Linked DNA regions of Anas platyrhynchos: region 1 is linked to region 2. The links are chromatin contacts, called in public Hi-C maps. All regions are on one chromosome and are shown on one strand. Each heading gives the region's core, a stretch centred on a gene start, on an enhancer-like site or on the middle of the called end of the contact. The rest is flanking DNA. Distances are from core to core; before and after follow the strand shown.

The links. Hi-C and Micro-C count contacts between places; a contact is called where the count stands out from the background.
Region 1: a Hi-C map of subcutaneous adipose tissue shows a contact between it and region 2, with 2.6 times the contacts expected there. The contact joins the promoter of REXO1 here to the promoter of UQCR11 in region 2. A contact is called at or near these places in 4 of 8 Hi-C or Micro-C datasets (liver, skeletal muscle and subcutaneous adipose tissue).

Annotation. Positions count from the first base shown.
Region 1 is chr29:4,818,610-4,822,027 of IASCAAS_PekinDuck_T2T, forward strand. REXO1 (RNA exonuclease 1 homolog) reads right to left here and starts at 1,685. Exons shown (of 15, transcript XM_027471803.3): 1 at 1,368-1,685. The coding sequence starts at 1,551.
Region 2 is chr29:4,571,793-4,575,095 of IASCAAS_PekinDuck_T2T, forward strand. It overlaps UQCR11 (ubiquinol-cytochrome c reductase, complex III subunit XI), which reads right to left and starts at 1,361. Exons shown (of 3, transcript XM_027472193.3): 1 at 1,297-1,361; 2 at 1-51. The coding sequence starts at 1,346.

The DNA.
Region 1 (3,418 bases), core at 435-2,934, 250 kb after region 2:
AGGTCATTAGACCACACACACGAGCATGTATGGCCTAGCAGAGTAACAGCTTGACCAAGAAGAAAGCGAGCAGCAGCCTTCTGGGGGGAAGAACGAAGGCTTTCCTCTGCCAGTACAATAAGCAGCCCAGCAAATAATGACTAAGTAAAATGACGAGAGCTGCTGGAAGAACCAAGCAGAACAGCAGCGATCTTTCCCGTAGCCAAGCTTCTTTTTGAGAGAGCTGGCGTTGCTCCACGCCTCGCTGAAGTCCTGCTGGGGCTTCCCGCAGCCCCACCGGCAGGACCAGCAGCTGCTGGCGCGGCTCCTGCATCACCTCCAGGCCCACGGACAGCACAGCAGGTCAGAAGGCTGCCCCGACAGCTCACAGCTCGCTGCTGTGTGAGTTTGGCTGCCTGGGGGCACAGGGAAAGGGCTGAGCACAGAGCTGTCCTCCAGCAGCCTGGCGACAGGAGGAGGCTGTCCTGGGGCGATCGGTTATTGCAGGAAGCTGCTCCCCACCGCCCGTGGGTCAGGAGGTGCCTGCAGGATCCTGCCGGTGACCAGGGGATGGTTTGGGTTGGAAGGGATCCTCGATGATCACAGCCTTCTCCAGAGCAGGGGGCTCAGAATCACAGCACGGCTGAGGCTGGAGGGGGGCCTCTGAGGATCAGCCAGGCCAGAGCACCCAGAGCACATCACGCAGGACGGCACCCAGGTGGGGTTTGGCTATCTCCAGAGCAGGAGCCTCCAGCACAGCCGCTCTGGGCAGCCTGTCCCAGCCCTCTGTCCCCCTCCCATGCTTCAGTTTGTGCCCGCTGCCTCCCGTCCTGTCACCGGGCACAACCCGCAGAGCCCGGCTCCATCCTCTTGCACCCTCCCATACACACAGAGGAGATCGAAGCCCTGGGCTCCAAGGATCATGGAATCATTACGGTTGGAAAAGGTCCCCAACCGCACCTGCTCCAACCCCCGCGCCGTGTCCCCAAGCACCAGGCCCAGCCCCTCCTCGAGCACCCCCCGTGCCGGTGACTCCAGCAGCTCCCCGGGCTCTGTCGATGTGTCCCCGCTCCCAGCCGGGCCCCCCTCGAGGCCGTTCCCTCTGCTGCGGGCAGAGCCCGGCCCCAGCTCCCCACAGCCCCCAGGGAGCGGGGGGGGGCCCCTGAGCCTGCTCCATCCCCAGCCCCCCCCCAGCTCCCTCACCACAGGGCCCGTGCGGAGCCCCCCCCCCCCACCTCACCTCACGAGACCCACCCCCGGTTTCTCTCCGCACACCGAGCGGCCCCAGGGGCTCCCCCTCCCCCCGGGGCGCCGCAGTTTTGTGGCCGGGAGCCCCGGGGAGGCCCCGGGCCGGCAGAAGGGAGGCGGGGAGGGGGCCGGGGCCGTACCTGCGCCGTGGCCCAACGCGGCGGTGGCGGCGGCCGCACCGGGGGCTCCGCAGCGCGCCGCCACCGGGGGGTGTCGGAAATGGCAGTAGGGCCGGCGGCAGGGGGGGCCCCCGGCCGGCCCCGACCCCCCGGAGCCGAGGAAGGGGCAGTCGATGCCGCGGAAGTAGCCGCTGGAGCGCAGCATGGCGGCACCGGGCGGCTCCGGGCGGCTCCGGGCTCCGGGCCCCGCGCTCCCGCCTCAGCGCCCCGGGCCCGCCGCCATCTTGGGAGCGCCGCGGCCCGGCCCGCGAGGTCCCCCCCGCGAAGCCGCTGCCAGCACCGGGCTGCCCGCGGCGCGCCTGAGCGGGAGGGGACGGGAAATGGCGGGCGGGGCCCCGGCGGGAAAAGGGGCGGGGGGAAAATGGCGGCCGGGCCGCGTGAGGCGGGGAGGGAGCGGGAGGGCTGGGGGCTGTCCGCTGAGGGGCCGTGGGGGTCTGCGGCTCCCTCAGGACGGGAGCGGGGCGCTGCTCGCTGGGGACAGCGGCAGGGCGAGGACGGGGAAGGGGTCGGAACCCAGAGGTGCTGGGGCACGGAGCTGCTGCAGCTCAGGGAGCGCTGGGACGCGGCTCGGTGCGGTTCTGGGGTGGTCCTTTGGGGTCCCAGGGGTTGTGCCCGGTGATCCCAGCTCCACACAGCCCCCAAAACGGCCTCGGCTTTGAGGTGTTGGAGGAAGGAGCCTGCCCACATCCCGCCCTGGGACCGTTGCATCCCCAGCAAAGGAGGCCAGGCTGGGACAACAGCAAGAAATGAAGCAAGAAACGAAGGGATTTCCAGGAGAAATCCCACCGGGTGCAGGCAGGAGCCACGGTTCAGAGACAAGGAAACCAGGACAAGGAAACCAGAGACAAGGAAACCAGGAAAGCCTCGTCCCACGTGAAAGCGAGGATAGGAGACAGGGTGGAAAGTACTGGGGAGGTGCAGGGAGCCAGCTGGATGGCTGGAGAAAGGTCCTCAGCTGGTGGCAGGAGGAATTCGTGGCCCCAAGGAAGGACAAACGAAGGATGACAGAATTCATGTTTCAAAGGCATCTTAAAGAAACAAAAAAACTTTTATTTTCAATGATCCTTCCTGTATGTTACCCCCCCACACCCAATATCCCAGCAGAGCAAACCCAGGTGCTGAAGGTGAGGGAGGAACCCACCTCCTGCTGCTGCCCAAAGCACGGGGAGAATTGAGCAAGAGACCCGTGCCCCAGCACTGCCAGGGCTTTGGAAAACCTGAATGATAAACGAAAAGCATCGCTAAAGCTCCTCCCAGCAGAAGGAAGCACACGTGCACCACCGCATACCTCATTCCCTTTCAGACTCTTCAGTTATAGTCAAAAAACGCAGGGTTGGGATTTTCCAAAAGTTTAACACAGGTGGTTCATTTAGAAAATGATTTCTGCCCCCCAAACCTGGTTATTTTTGGCAGCAAGGAATCCTTTCTGGTAATCCCCATCCCTCGCTGCTGGAGCAAGTGGCACCCATTAGGAACAGTCACACAAGCACATGTGGGCTGAGGGCTCCTCTCAGCGCTGCTTCAGACAAACACAACAACTGCATAGACATATTTTTTAAACCAGGAGGGTGGAAACACCGGGGGATAGCAGCTTGCCTCGGGCAGAAACACGCCACCAACACAAAGTGCTTTACAAGGTACCAGGCAGTGCTCACACCAAGCATCCCCACGCACACTCCTGCCAGCCAGCTCTCTGCCTCTCACGAGCACTAAAAAAGAAAGCTGTTCTTCCCCCCCCAAAAAAAGACAGCATTTTTATTTTTATGAGAAAGGAATTCATTTTATATAACATCAGCTCTAATAGAGAAGACCATACAGGAACATCGCATATGCAGACACACTGAATAATGTTGTTTCCCTGCCTTATAATTCTTGCCCCAAGTTTACTCAACTTAGAAGCTGACAAAATAATACAAAATACTATAATATACCATTTCTGCCCAGACCTGCAGGATCCCATGTGGAAAAACGAACCCAAATCGATTCAGGCTGTCTCTTCCCTCACTTGTGTA
Region 2 (3,303 bases), core at 111-2,610:
CATATTACACCGACACCGGCTACACCACCCCACGTGAAAAGGGTGGGAGTCCTAAAGAAGAGAGGCAGACACACAACACACGGGTAAACAACCAAGCCTCCAGTCAGAGGGCTGGCAGACACTCACCCTGAGGTACCCGGGAAACTCATTTTAATCAAGAAAGCAGCTTGACAGAAATTTGGAGAGAATCCCGTGCACAAAGGAGCTGATTTCCAAGATAACCAAGATGTTTTACGGGAAAAGGTTGATATGCTTTTATTTAAGAGAGGTGCTACTAAGTTTAGAAAATGCATACGGACTGGCTTATTACCCTAACTCTCCAGCTCGTGTCTCCTTTATTCTTGCCTGTGGCTACCACATCCTTCCTCGCCATGAACTGGCAACCTCAAGTGCTGCAGCAAGCACCTCTGAAATGCTCTGAGGTGAGCCAGGACAACACGCAGGCCACACACACGGCTGTCAAACCATGGTAGGATAAAATCTAACCTCAACAGCCACTTCTCAGTGCTGCAAACCCCACCCGAACCAAGAGAGAACCATGGAGAGGTTTGAGTTGGAAGGGACCTCAAAGCCCACCCCATCCCACCCCTGCCATGGGCACGACCCCCCCAGCAGCCCAGGCTGCCCCCAGCCCCATCCAGCCTGGCCTTGGGCACTGCCAGGGATGGGGCACCCACAGCTCCTCGGGGCAGCCTCAGCCAGGGCCTCACCGCCCTCAGAGGGAAGAATTTCCTCCTAATATTGAATTTAAACCTACTCTCTTATAGCTTAAAGCCATTGCCCCTTGTTCTGTCACTGCCCTCCCCGACAAAGAGCCCCTCCCCAGCTTTCCCAGTTCCAGTTCTGGGCTCCCCAGTACAAAAAAAGACAGGGATCTCCTGCAAAGAGACCAGCAAAGGGCTACAAAGATGATACGGGGCCTGGAGCATCTCCTCTGTGAGGAAAGGCTGAGGGACCTGGGTCTTAAAGCCATTACTCCTCGTCCTATCACCGCCCCCCCGACAAGAAGTCCCTCCCAGCTTTCCTGCAGGCCCCACAGCCCGCTCTCAGGTCTCCCGGGACCCTTCTCTCTCCCTGAGCACCCCCAGCGCCCCTCAGGGTTCCCCCGGCTCCTGCAGCAGCCCCCAGCGGGGCGGGGGCGCCCCAAAGCTCCCTGAGGGGAGGGGAACAGGGCCCAGAGGGGGAGCTGAGGGCCGGCTGCGGCCCCCCAGGACCCCATAAGCCCCCCAGGGCCCCATAACCCCCCCCCCAGGGCCCCATAACCCCCCCAGGCCCCCCCAGCCCCCCGCCCCTCACCAGTTCTGCAGCAGCTGCGCGTAGCGCGGCCCCAGCACCCTGCTCAACATGGCGCCGCCTCAATGTCACCCTCGCCCCGCGCATGCGCCGCCGCCCCGCGCCGCGCAGAGGAAGGCCCCCGGCCCCCCCCCGGGGCTGCCCGCGGCGCTGCCTGAGCGCGGCGGTGTTGTCATGGCAACGGGGCTCCGTGCCCATGATGGGGGGGGGTGAGGGGACGGGGCCTGGCCCCATAGCAGGGCAGGGACACGGGGGGGCAGAGCCATAAATCATCGTTAGGGTTGGGAAACACCTCCAAGATCACCTGGTCCAACTGTCCCCCTGTCACCGCTGTCACCCCCTGAGCCGTGTCCCCAAGCACCATGTCCAGCCCCCAAAACACCCCCAGGGACGGTGACACTGGCAGGGACTGGCCCTGACCCCACACAGGGCAAGGGACACAAGCCCTCAGGGCATGTCCCCGTCCCTACAACAGAGAGCCCTGAGGGGACTGTCCCTGTCACCCCAAGGGAAAGGGGTGACAAGCCCTGAGGGGCTGGTTCTGCCCCTGGACAAGGCAGAGATGTGGGGTGAGCCCCCTGTCCCCATGCTGGAGCAGGAATGTGACTGCTGGGGATCCGGTGCTGTCCCCAGGCTGTCCCCAGCTCAGCTTCTCGCCCTTGGTGCTGGGGGAGGCTGGCATCTGCCCAGAGCCATTTCTCCAGCGCCTGCCTGTGCCTCTGCAAACCCTCCTTGCTGCTGTCACTCAGGAGAGGGAGTTTGGAGCCAGATTTTTTTTCATAAAACATCCCTAAATCCACCAACGGTTTCATAAAGTTCCTCAGACTCCCCAAAGCCAGCTCAGCTTCTTGGTAATCTGCAGGTCCCAAAAAGTCTAGGGGGACACTGGAGCCCGATGACTCAGCCTTGGGGCTGCAAACCCCATCCGCGCCAGTGTCCAGGAGTGATGCCAGCAGCCAGCACCTCCCTTCACACCCTGCGCTGCATGTGCAAGTTTCACAGAGCCCAGACCCACAGAGCTGAATCTCTTGCAAAAATCCAGCCTGTTTTTTTATTTTTTTTTTTTCCTTCTCACCGGGACACAGAACAACTATTTTATCAGCTCTTTGCATGATCAACTTCACCACCACATTTTGACGGTTTGAGTTTTTCTCTGCCTAGATACCAGCGGGGCGATGCAGGTTACTGAACCGTGCAGGCTTTTGGGTTCATTTCTGTGAGTTTTTTCTCCGTTGCCCACGCACCAGCTGGTGCATGAGGAAGTCAGACGGCGCTGCATGGTGTGTGTTCCTGCAGGAAACCAGTGCCTTTGCCACCGCCGCTGTGGGTATGGAGGGGGAGTGAGCCTGGTGGGCAGGCTCTGCACAGGTTTGGCTTTTTTAATGACATTTCAACTGTGTCTTGAAGTCATGCAAATGCAGGACAGTCTCGGCTTTCAATTTGCAATGAGAGTTTCCTAGATGACCAAAAAAAAAAAAAAAAAAGCGAAATAACTCCAAACTTTAGAAGCAATGAAAAACATCTCAACGTGTATCTTCAGAAAAGCCGTGGGGCTTTCAAGGCAATTCTGAGGGCATTTCCTCCTGCTTTTCCACAGTCCTGGCAGACACTGGAAGACGCAATAATACTACCAATTTCCTGGTTAAAACAACAGCAGTATTATCTTATTCCAAGGTATTTTACTGTCATCTACAGTTCAAGTGCTGCACAAGGGGATCTGCTGGCTGCTCTGGACACCACACTGTGACACCACGCTTGCTCGTTCCTTGCAGAAACTCATTTCAGCTGCTGGGAGGAGAACATGGCTCAGACTGCAGCAGGGAGTTGAAGCCTACCTCCTAGCTGTAAGAGGCCACCAAGCTGAGGGACACTTTCTTCCCTGTCTGGCTTCTGTGGCACAGCTGTCCCTTTAGGTTTGGAAGCAGGAGAGAGGGCAGCAAGCCTGGTTGCCCAGAGCTGCCTTAGGTACACCACAGTGAAGCCTGGAGTGAACTACAGGTATTTGCTCTT